Regions from separate parts of the Mus musculus genome. Here region 2 is linked to region 1. Evidence: chromatin contacts called from public Hi-C data. All regions are on one chromosome and are shown on one strand. The core of a region is the stretch at or near the end of the contact, and the rest is flanking DNA. Distances in the headings are between cores, read along the strand shown. Region 1 overlaps Slc35f3 (solute carrier family 35, member F3). Region 2 overlaps Slc35f3 (solute carrier family 35, member F3).

Region 1 (5,969 bases), core at 1,830-4,329:
ATACACATATACCACACACACACACACACACACACACACACACACACATACTCACACACAGGCAGACACATACATACACCATACACACACACACACACATGGGGGCAGACATACACATATAACACATACACATATACACAAGGGCAGACACATACACCATACACACACACACACTCACACACATACATTAAAGATGGGTAGCCTCCTCTCAGATCAACATATCGTAACACATGTCTTGTCTTCATATAATTCTCAAAACGCCTTCCTTCTGGAGTCCCCAAGGCAGCTGAGAAAACCTCTCTGGTCTAGGCTCTTCTCAGAGGAAAGAAGCCAGTGCTGGAGCCTTGTGCCTCTAGAATGTCCTTTGGGTTCCCTGAAGGGCTGACCCAGTTCACACTATTACCTCTGTTGCAGCATGGTCTGACTACGTCCAGAAACACCTCTCAGGGACTTCTCCAGGCTCTTGAGACTCTTGGCTAAGGTCGACTGGAAAGAAAGGTGGAGTGAGGGGCCCAGTCTCAGGTTTGTTTGTTACAAGATGTGCAGAATCTTCTAAGTGAGCTAACTGAGTTTGCAAATTAAATTTCTTAATTGTACTCTTGGCTTCCCCCAGCAAGGCCACTTGGCTTGCCAAGGTCCTGAGAGGCTGACTGCCCACAGGAGGACTGTGCCAGGGTGACTCAGGAGGAGAGCCATTTTCTCACTGGGCTATATGTGTGTGCGCTGTCTGTGACCATGCCTGAAGGCTGGGTTAGGTGGCTTGGTCCTCTCTTCCATTGTTTCGAGAGTGAAGTGTTTCTCACTCCATATATGTACATGTCTGCCCATGTGTGAGTGAGTGTGTGTATGTGTGTGTGTATGTTATCTGCTTGTGTGTGTGTGTATGGTATCTGCCTCTGTGTGTATGTGTGTGTGTATGTTATCTGCTTGTGTGTGTGTGTGTATGGTATCTGCCTCTGTGTGTGTGTGTCTTCCTGCCTGCCTGCTTCTCTTTGTGTGTGTGTGTGTGTGTGTGTGTGTGTGTGTGTGTGTGTGAGGGAGAGAGAGAGAGAGAGAGAGAGAGAGAGAGAGAATGCACAATGAAAGCAACTTAGGGGAGAAAGGGCTGATTTGGGCTCATGGTTTAAGTGTTGAGTTCATTGTGGCAGGAAGACATGGTGACAGGAGTGGGAGGCAGCTGGTCACATGGCATCCTCCATCAGGAAGCAGAGAGAGATGGATTCTGGTGCTCAGCTCACCCTCTGTTATTTATTCAGTTTGGAACCTCAGTCCACAAAATGGCACCCCCCCCCCACACACACACACATTCAGGTAGGTCTTCCTATCTCTGCTAGCCTAATCTGGAAATGTTCTCACAGGCATGCCCAGAAGTTTGCCTCTTAGGTGATTCTAGATCCTGTGAGGTTGATTGTCATTATTAACACCACAAGCAGCTACAGATCTTGAACCTATGAATTTGAATTTGGGGGAAATTAGGAGCTAGGACAAGGTCAGAGTTGCAGTGTATAGCAGGAGGAGGACACACACACACACACACACACACACACAAAGAAAGAAAGGGGAGGGGGAGAGAGAGGGGGAGGGAGAGAGAGAATGCATTTCTGTGTCTAGAAGCAGTGAATCCTGGGAATTTGTCTTAGGTTGGAGTGGCACGCCATCTCTCAGGCTGCCTCTGTCAGCAGGTAGCATGGCCACCAAGTAGCCTCTAAGAACATAAGGCAAAGCATGTATTGAGGTCAGGGAATCCCTCCTTTGCGCCAGCTACTTACTGGAGGTTATAAGGTGCAGTAGAGCAACTTTGCTTTGGGCATCTTCTCTATTAAGCTCAGGGCCAGGTTCCTCACCCTATTAGCAAGTGGCTGGCTGAGTCTCTCAGGTACCCAGCAGTCCCTCTGTGATGGGGACAGGCCACATGCTTTGTCCTAAGTCTACAACAAAGATTAAATGAATAGTAACTCACATAAGACCCCCAGAATGTACCTAGTGCAAGTGGCTCCTTGGATGACTGTCCTTTAAGGTCTTTCCATCTGCCATGGGGTAGGAAGCTTGGGGAGTGGGACTGGAATAGATCTACAAAGGTTTAATGTGTCCAGCTGGGAACAACATAATTCCCCTTTTTGGTATCCATCCACCCAGGGAAAATTCATCAGCTGTTGAGTCTCAGCTCCCCATGGGATGGGCACAGGGCTGTGTGTCATGTGGTTCAGGATGCCCCTATGACAGGCAAGGCGTTCCTCAGCAGAACATTCATCTAGGGAGCCACAGACAAGAACCCCAGAGACACAGAAAAGTTCCTAGGCAGACAGCAATGTCCCTTGCTGTGATACATCGCATACAAGAGCCCAGGGGCTGTGGCATAGAAGCTGAGGTCACAGTTGGATCACTGTCTATACCAGGCTGTTAGGGCTCTCCGCCAACTCACATTGTTCCAGACCAGAAGGAGTCCCTGGAATGAAGACACACATTTCTGACTTTGCCACTGTAGCTCCCACACTGTGGAGGTTGATTTGCATAAGCTTACCCGAGCTCAGGGTCACACAGATTGCTGGTGACACCTCGTTTTCCAGTGTGTCTGTGAGGGTGTTTCTGGAAAGATCAGCATTTAAAGCTGAACACAGTCCAGTGTGGATGGTGACCATTCAGATTTTAAGGACCCTGGACAGGACAGGTAGAGGAGGGGGAAGTTACTCTAAGTTGTGACACCAATCTTCTCCTGGTTCTGGTGTCTTTGGACTTGGACTAGAAACTACACAGTTAGCTTTCCTGGTTCCCCTGCTAACAGACAGCAGAGGTGGGGAGCTCTTGGCCTCTGTCATCACATAAAGCAGTCCCACCACGCATTCCTCAAAACAGCCTATTGGGCATGTCTCTCTGCAGACCCCTGACTAGTGCGCTCTAAGCTATAGACATGGTAAGGAACTACATGGCTCAGCCTTGCTTGATAGAGGAGGCTTCCCACCCAGGGATCGGTCCTTAGTCTACACCAGTTCTAGCTGAGGAGGACAGTCTGGAACAGACATCTTTCCCACCCTAGCCAGACTGCTGCCAGATGCTCAGATCTGGAGCCCAGAGATGAGGTGCAGAGTCTAGGTCTTTGGTGCCAGCTCTGTGGAGGAGTCTTAGCTCATGCTGTTGGCTGTCTACAGTCCCTGGCCCTGCCTCTTTTCTCCCTGGACTGGTTGCTAAAAATTCCATGAACAGATTCCATGCAAGTCCCAATGTCTTCACAGTACAATTCCATGTACTCAGGGTATCAGATATCAGGTCCTGGATACCACATGTGCTATCCACAAACCCTTCCTCCTGAGCCACAAGGGAGGTGAGAGACATACTTCTCATGTGTGACAAGCCCATTGGCTTAGAGGAGAAGAAAGTTAGTTTCTCAAGTCACTGCAGCATGCAGAGCTAAGAGTCTCAGTCACCTTTCTCTCTAGCTTCAGAGATACCCTGGGGGTGACTTCATGCTTCATGGTTATCTCTTGAGACCCACATGCCTCTTCCTAGACTGGAGTCCCTCCTGCCACTGGGACGGTAGGGTATGGTGAACAGAGCCTTCAGTTTTCTGGCAGATGGTCAGCAGAGTCACAGACACTGAGGTCTTTATGCCAAGACCCATTAATGGTCACTGTTGTAAATAATGGTGACTCTCTGGCAAGCCATCTTGTCCTTCCCAGCTTGGGATGGCTCCTCAGAGAGGTTTGCTGCCGTGTGATGCCAGAGTGGCAAGGTCACGTGGCGGGTGATCTGAACACGGCTCTGCACCTCCTCTTCCTCCTGATCATTATTGATGCCGAAGAAGAACAGCTCTGTGGTCAAGAGGGAACTGCAGCTGCAGGACTCTGGTGGGTGACATAACTGTTCAGCAGGGATCTAGATGCTTCCAGGGACATGAACCTTTGGGGGAGCATCCCAGACCATCATAGACCTTTGGAGGTTGTCTAAAGGTCACACTCTGATCCTAAATTCAGAGAGCATCCCAGCACCATGACATCATACTGCTATGGGGGAGCACAGCAAGACACTTCAGAGGCTCTTGACCTCCAAGAAGCAAAGTCCAGAGAAAGAGCTGGCAAGCAATGATCTAGACCAAGCCTAGCCTCTGTTGGGTCCAATGGACAGAGTCCTATCTATGCCAGATGCTCAGATGAAGAAGAGGCAGACTTGGGCTGGACAGCAGGACAGCCACTTTGGAGAACCGTACGCAGATCATCTTCATCATGCCTCAGCTTTTCCATCTGTGTGACAGTGTCCGTGTGTCCTTCTCAAACTGCAGTGGGCAGGAAGTAACAACTTTTTCATATGCCTGACCTTTTCATATTAAACCTTCTTCTTGCTGGGGTAGGACTTGAGATGGCTTCCCTGTATACTACAAAGGTGGCTATTCTGTAACTGTTTTACGTGTGTCTGTGTGTGCATGTGTGTGTCTGTTGTGTGAATGCATACCAGTATGCAAGCGCATGTGTGCATGCCCATAGACTCAGAGGACAGCCCTAGCTATCATTCTTCAGGCTCTGCCTACCTTGTTTGTTTGTTTGTTTGTTTGTTTGTTTTGAGACAGGGTCTCTCACTGGTTCTGGGACTCACTAAGTAGTTTAGTCTTGCTGGCCAGTGACAACCCTTGTAGGGACTGTCTGCCTCTGCATCCTCAGTGCTGGGATTAGAATGCACGCAGGACACCCAGCTGTGCTTTTGTTTTGCTTTGTTTTGTTTTTTTGTTTTTTTGTTTTTTTTGAGGCAGGGTTTCTCTGCATAGCTCTGACTACCCTGGAACTCACTCTATAGACTAGGCTGGCCTCGATCACAAAGATCTGCCTGCCTCTGCTTCTTGAATGCTGGGATTAAAGGTGTGGGCCACCATTGACCAGCTGCCATATGTACACATATATGTATGTATATGAGTACACATATACACATATGTAAAGTATACTCATATAAATTATATATAATATATAAAATAATATAGAATATATAATATAACATATTTATATGCATAAATTTTATATAGTATATATAAATCATATAAATATAAACATGTTTATAAGTGTATATTTATAAATATATACATGTATGCATATACACACACATATATACAGACATACAGACATATATATGTATATATACTTTTAAATGTGGTCTCTGGTGATCAAACTCAGATCCTCATTATTGCCACGTAAGAACTTTACTGACTGAGCCATCTTTCCAGCTCTTATCTCACTGGGCCTCATGTCCTAAAGGTTCTACAACTCCCCAATGGCACAACACCATCTGGGGATGAATATGTAGGGGTCATTTATACCCAAATCATAACAGCTGATGGGGGGGGATCACAGAGATAAGCTGAGCAGAAACTCACACTCACACTGTGATGGAGAAAGCCTGAGTTTTGCGCTACGACACCACCACTGTGATGCTTGGCACATTGGTTAGGAGCTTGGAAATTTGTGTTTACAGGTGACGTGGTGGATGTGGAACTTTTCATTGTTTTTATTTATCAGGATACTTTTCAGAAATACATCATTACTTTTTATTTATTATTGCAAAACAGAATAGCAGCCCCCCCCCCTTGCCCCCAAGTCATAGCATCTATTTGCTGAGTGCCAGGAAGATATTTTTCTTAGTTTCTCCATGAAGGCTAAAGAGAGCTGCCCTTGAGAAAAGCATCAGTCACACTCCTGTGATGCTTGCTTCTACACAAACCTCCCTATCCAGAGCTTATTCAGACGAGGGGATCATAGTTCATCCTGCCAGCTGTTCAACAGCAACCAAGAAGCCTTGAAATGTAACGTTTCAAAGTATCACTTAAAACCCGTGGGCAGAGAGGCCACCACTGTGGTTACTAAGCTCAGAAAAGCTACAAGGAAGAGCGGGTCCTTTTCAGCTGCTTCTTAGAACAAGGGGAGGAGGCAGAACAGGAAAGACTCCTATAAATGTCTGTGGCGTGCAGATCCTCTGCAGCCCCTACTATGCTT
Region 2 (5,969 bases), core at 2,238-4,737, 110 kb before region 1:
TCACTTTGACACACTAGCCCTAGGGGCTGGCAACACCACTGTCCTTTGAGGACTGTAGATCACACCTTGACCCAGAAGTGTGGTCCCTCTCCCTTCTCCTTAGCCATTTCTTCCCTGGGTCTCTCCTCTATGCTGTTCTTAGCACTTGCAGGTTGTGGGGTGCAATCTCTAAGGGAAAGAGTTCTGGCATCCAGAACACATGCAGAGTCCAAGCAGAGGCAGCTGCAGTGCTCACAGAGCCCCCAGGGAGCTAGGAGAGGGGGAGACCCTTCAATATTGACCTTAGTGGCAGCATCTGACGACTAAGCTTCAGGAGCCAACATTGAGCATGTCCTATGCTTAAGCTCAAACCAGGGGGTTAGTGACACTCACCCTCTTTTATAGAAGCAAGACCCAGAGAGGTTAAGGAATCTGCCCCAGGGCCCACAGCTGGAGGCGGAAGAGTCTAAACAGAGGCTATTGGATAGCAAATCTGGTTTAACATTTAGATGGGTAACATCACCAGGGTGTGTGGCTAATCATCATTGCCAGCTTGAGGGGATTTAGACTCTCACCCTGGGAACACTAGACCTGTCTGTGAGGGACTTTGTACAGGGTTAGTGAAGGTAAGGTGAGTGGGTGGCACCACCCCATGGAGTGAGGAGAAGGTGAGCTGAGCACCAGCTTCCTGACTACAGGTGTAGTGTGGACAGCTGCCTTGTCATTCTGTCTTCCACTACCATGATGTACTGTGTCCCTCCAACCCTCTGAGAACCACAGCCAACTCTCCCTTCCTTAAACTGCCTTTGTCAGCAACAAGAGAAGCAACTAAAACACAGAGTGATCTAGGGCCTGCCGTGCTCTTAGGTGTGGATAGAGGTATGTCTGGGTCATCCTGGGTTACCCTGTGAATTTGATGGCATCCTGGTATGAAGGAAACCCAGAGGAAGGGAGAGAAGGAAGGTGGGGGGGGAGAGGGAGAGAGAGGGAGAAAGAGAGGGAGGGAGAGGGATGGAGAGGGAGAAATGGAGAGGGAGGGAGGGAGAAAGGGAGAGGGAGAGAAGAGAGAGAGAGAGAGAGAGAGGAGAGGAGAGGAGAGGAGAGGAGAGGAGAGGAGAGGAGAGGAGAGGAGAGGAGAGGAGAGGAGAGGAGAGGAGAGGAGAGGAGAGAAGAGAAGAGAAGAGAAGAGAAGAGAAGAGAAGAGAAGAGAAGAGAAGAGAAGAGAAGAAGAGACAGATTTATGATAATTCTGAAAGTATGTGGACTGACATCTGAAGTAACAAAGGAGACTGGGTTATTTTTTCCTGAAGACTTGCAAGGCAGATTCCAGCCTCTCCCATGTTCTTCATTACCAGTTAACAATCAACAGTTAAGAGCTTCCATCTCAACTGGGCTGTGCAGAGATTCAGGGATAGACTAGAGGAGCCAGACAAGAGCAGGCGAGGCTGCCCTCAGCTGTGGAGACAGACAGCTCAGCCCTGTGTGTTCACTCAGGCAGGAAGTACCAGAGACAGTGACTTCCTGGGGTCCTAGCACTGGTCTTGAGGTCTGTGGATCTGTGTGATCCCTGCTCTCTGAGGCTTTAGTAGGAGGCCCTTTGGAAGGTGAGGTTGCCTTCCAAAGTGTGTGGATGCTTTCCCATCTTGCTTTCAAGATCCTTCAGTCAGAAGATCAGAGCCCGGGTCCTCATCTAGCCTGAGAGTTCAAGGAGGCCAAGTGTGGTATGGAAGATATCCGCTGGCTTTATGTTCCATACACTGAGACACTGGAGGGTTCTGGATTCCGTGTGAAAGCATCCCCTGCCTATTTTCTGTGCGACACTGGATTCTCCTCACATCTGTCAAGTTTGTCCTGTGGATTCACAGGTTCTTGATACAACGTCCCAATCCAGGGCACCAGATGATAGCCTCTCTTCTCTGGCCACTTTAAAGTCTAGGCAAGCTACAGTTCCAACATTGGTTCTGCTCATGGATGCACAGCCTTGTCACTGGCTCCCAGTCTGAGCATTTGGCTACCATGTGAGAACCTTTGTCCCAGGACTCACAGAATTAATTGTAAGCAGAGTTGGGGACCGGCAGAGCTATGTTTAAACAGACACCTCAGCAGCAACCACCTGGTGACACCAGAAGTGACCAGGGTCTCCAGAGTATTAGAAGATATGTTTCCTTACATTTTGGACCTGTCCACCACCTAGGTCACTAGAACTGCGGATGCCCCTTCCCATCTTCAATAAGCTGTAACTGGGTGACTGAAGCAATTATTTTAACCACACAAGTCTTATTTGCTGCCCCTGCTGCCCCATAACCCCGCTTCTTGCAAGTCTTCTCCTCCACAAGGAGGAGCCTTGGTCCTATCCTTCACGTCTATGAAGCTGGCATTGATCACCCAACCCCCAGGCTGGAAGCTACAGTAACTAGTAAGACTTTGATAATTCCCTAGAAGCAGGAACTGCCCATCCCTGACAAGGACTTGAGTGGCCGCCAGCTGTCTCTCATTTTGCCTCATGGATTCCATGAGCTTTCTGAGCTTTGTATTGATCCTGTAGCCTACAGTGGGAAGTTCTTCAGTGACCGGCCATGCACTTCTAAAAGGAGAGCATGCCTGCCTGCACAGTGTATGCATATTACAACATCCTGTCATCCATGCGGCCCTGTAGCTTCTCCCTACAGCACCCACTGAGTACCGAAAGCCTAACACAAACCTGTAGTGTGCAGGGGTCAGTAGAGAGCACGTTAAACAGAGGCTAGCATTGCCAGGCTATATCCCAGTAGAAGGGTATAGGAAAGTCTCCTACCCACAAACAACAAACGAGCACAGATCTCAACCACACTGTGTTCTGCAAGTCGGCTGAATAGCTCAAGTTTACTCTCACCCACATCTCTTTCTGTTTCTGTGCCATTGACCTTGAAGCATCTCTTTCCCATAACAAAAAAAATTGCTCGGGACATCTGCATCATGCCCCAAAGCTCTATGGAGTCTCTTGATTCTTTGACCCCTAAGTAAAGCCTGCAAAGGCATAACCATGGATTAGTGACCCCGGCACACCCAAGTCTTTAGCTCTGAGTCTGTGTGAAGCACCTGCAGCCCCTCCAGACACATATTAGATCATTGATTTACTGAAGGCTTTTCTGGGTGGCAGCCTGGGGCGTGAGTTTTTATTCCAAAATTAACACTGAGCCTCAAAACAAACTCTCCCCCTGCTGTAAGCTAAAAATATGAACCAGCAGTTGACTCACGTCCCCACTGCTGTTTGTATAACTCAGGTGGGCGTAAGCCCACCCTAAAGGTGATGTCATTCGTCTCAGGACAGTGAAGCAAGGACAGAAGCAGAGGACCCGGAGTCTGCCTCTTGATGGTTGCCAGCAAGGTTAGCTCGAGTGAGGCTACCCAGCACCGGGCCCTGAGCTTCAGGAAGGAAGGAGGAGATGATCAGCTGTGCTCTAAGTGACCAGTGTTCTGGCCTACTCTGTGGCAAGGAGAAGAACAGCAGAGGCAGCCCCTCACCACCAGAGGGAGCAGGTAGAGAGCCACCAAGATTCTGTCCTTGACCAATGGCACCCATTTCCTCTCCTTGGGTTAGGCATTTCCATGTTCCTGCTGGGACTTTGCATTGCACTTACCATGCTGCACACAGCTGTCATGAAATCTGGCTAGCTCTCAATCAACTATGCAATTTTCTCTGGCAAAATTCTGGCCATTCATGGAATGCCATCGCATTTGCCCTTGATCAACAGTTTGAAGTGAAATCCCCACCCCACTGCCCTGCCCCAGCTCTCAGCTCTAATTTAGCACTGGCATTTCTGGCTACATGGTTCAGGCAAGGCCCCGAGCCTCTCCCAGACACATAAACCAGGTTGATTCCCTGCTTGGTACGAGCTTTAGGGGATGCTCGTGGAAATGTCGGGGATGAAAGTTGCTCTCACAAATGCTTCTCTAGCGTGGGTAGCAAGCAAGGAGGCCTGAAAGCCATAGCAAGAACCGCACCCTTCTGAGGATCAGGACCTCGGTCAGCAGCTGCTGCTTGCAGGGCGGGGTTTGGGCACGACAGAGAGGGGCAAGACAGTTAATGGAGAACTTACCCTCACTCCCATGAATCTGTCCCTGAGAACAATCCACGACAGCAAGAAAACAAATGATTTGTTGCAGCAGAACAGGACGGAGACGTCTGTGGCGTTTATCTTCTTTATTGCGTGTAAGTACAGGTAGTTTGTGAGAGTCCAAAGAACACCAAAAGGTGCTGCCTTGGTAAAGAACACTTTCAGAGTCAAGCCATTGTCTCCAAAGAACCGACAGCATTCCCTAAAATGAGGGGAGGGGAGGGGGAGGGGGAGGGGAGCAGAGGGGAGGGGAGAGAGAGAGAGAGAGAGAGAGTTAGTTAGTTATCATCTTGGGTTCATACAAACCATGACTTACCTTCTACTCAGCTAATAAGCAAAAGAAAAATTAACAGGGAGGGGAATGTGGTTCATTTGGTGGAACGTTTTTGCCTAGCATGCAAGAAGTCCTCGTTTCCATCCCCAGCCCTGCAGGCACAACCCTGTAATTCCAGCATTTGGGAGGTGGAGGGAGGGATTGGAGATTCAAAATCATCCTTAACATACAGCAAGTTTGAAGCCAACTTGGTATACGTGAGCTCCTGCCTCAAAGTGGGGGAAACAAAACAAAAAAGGACTAGGTCTCTTAGTTGCTATTATTTTTATTATCTATCGATGCATATTTGTGTTATTGGGCCCGCAGAGGCCAGAGGGGATGGTTGGTCCCCAGGAGCTGCAGTGAGAGGTGACGGTGAGCAGCCCCACACTGTGGCATGATGTCACCGGCTGTTGTTCCTTCTGCTTACTCCATGGAGTGGCAGCTTTCATGGCAGGTGTGCCAGGATTATCTGACCGGAAGACTCAAGTCCATAGGAGCTGACTGTGGGGTTCAGTAACTTTCAAGTGGAAGATGAAAGTCACTGGCTGGAGCATCTGACCCATGACTCATGGGTCGAAGGCTCAACAAGAGGGTTGTAAACTTACTTTGACACTGAGATCCATCCTGCAGCTTGACGGTGTGGTTTTCAAAGGCGAGCATTGTGGGTGAGGATATCAAGTCACAATGTGTAGAGGCTGGAGCACCCCTGTGTGGGCTAGAGCATTTTTTATTTGTCTTTTCTGATGGGGAAGGTGGTGAATAAGAATGGGTAGTTTTCCTTCGTGGTTAGGCAGAGATAAGCACTGTAGAAAGACTTATTTGACTCTGTGTGTGCATGTGCGCGTGCTTATGCATGCCTGTGTGGATTTTGTGCAAGTGCCCATGGAGGCCAGAAAAGGGTGTCAGATTCCCCAGAAGCTAGAATTATAGGCAGTTGCAAGCTGCTTTATATGGATGCTGGGAACTGAGCATGGGTCTTTTGCAAATGCAGCAAATGTTTATGACTACAGAGCCATCTTTCCAGCCATTGGATGAGCAGTTTTTGAGCACACGAATACATTCTGGCTATAATACAAATAGTTTGAACTACCTGCAAATCTTCTCCCTTCATTTGTTTGTTTTTTTTCAAGACAGGGTTTCTCTGTGTAGCCCTGGCTCTCCTGGAACTCACTTTGTAGACCAGGTTGGCCTTGAACTCAGCAATCTGCCTGCCTCTGCCTCCCAAGTGCTGGGATTAAAGGTGTGCGCCATCACCGCCTCACTCTCCCTTCTTTACACTATCATGTGAACATTCATGTCTCCCCTTCCCTAAGCCTGCCCAGAAGAGAAGCAGCTAGTGCATCCAGGAGATCAGGTTCTTACAAGATGGCACCAGGCAGAACACACTTCAGAAGAAACCTTTCAGACAATTCCAGATTTTCCAAGGAGAGTTCACTGGTATTTTAAAAATGTTTAAGCAAAGCAAAGCCTGCCTTTCTTTCACAGTCAGTGAAAGAGGCAGAGCAGGGGAGGCCTAAGGGATGATAAACATGGAGAGCCCGTGGAGAGAGGTGCTGAGCCATGGCTTTCTGGGAATG

Evidence for each region. A called contact is a pair of places that touch in the nucleus more often than the background predicts.
Region 2: a contact with region 1 is called in a Hi-C map of cerebral cortex, with 2.4 times the contacts expected there. The contact joins two enhancer-like sites. A contact is called at or near these places in 3 of 15 datasets of contacts at CTCF or cohesin (embryonic stem cells, large pre-B cells and stem cell-derived epiblast-like cells), 74 of 484 Hi-C or Micro-C datasets (the 63-12 cell line, the AML12 cell line, the AtT-20 cell line and 35 more), 4 of 115 datasets of contacts at active chromatin or transcription factors (embryonic stem cells, epiblast stem cells and stem cell-derived neural progenitor cells) and 1 of 9 other capture datasets (embryonic stem cells).

Annotation. Positions count from the first base shown.
Region 1 is chr8:126,269,746-126,275,714 of GRCm38.p6, reverse strand. All of the region lies in intron 2 of Slc35f3 (solute carrier family 35, member F3), which reads right to left. Among named protein-coding and RNA genes, the nearest start is that of Gm31165, 19 kb to the left of the region's middle. Within about 2 kb of position 3,079, at least 12 of the 459 cell types and tissues checked have an H3K27ac peak or open chromatin away from gene starts, as enhancers often do. A contact at or near this core is called in cerebral cortex, where this site is marked.
Region 2 is chr8:126,380,424-126,386,392 of GRCm38.p6, reverse strand. Slc35f3 (solute carrier family 35, member F3) reads right to left here. Exons shown (of 8, transcript NM_001363500.1): 4 at 4,059-4,278. Among named protein-coding and RNA genes, the nearest start is that of Gm51604, 39 kb to the left of the region's middle. Within about 2 kb of position 3,487, at least 14 of the 459 cell types and tissues checked have an H3K27ac peak or open chromatin away from gene starts, as enhancers often do. A contact at or near this core is called in cerebral cortex, where this site is marked.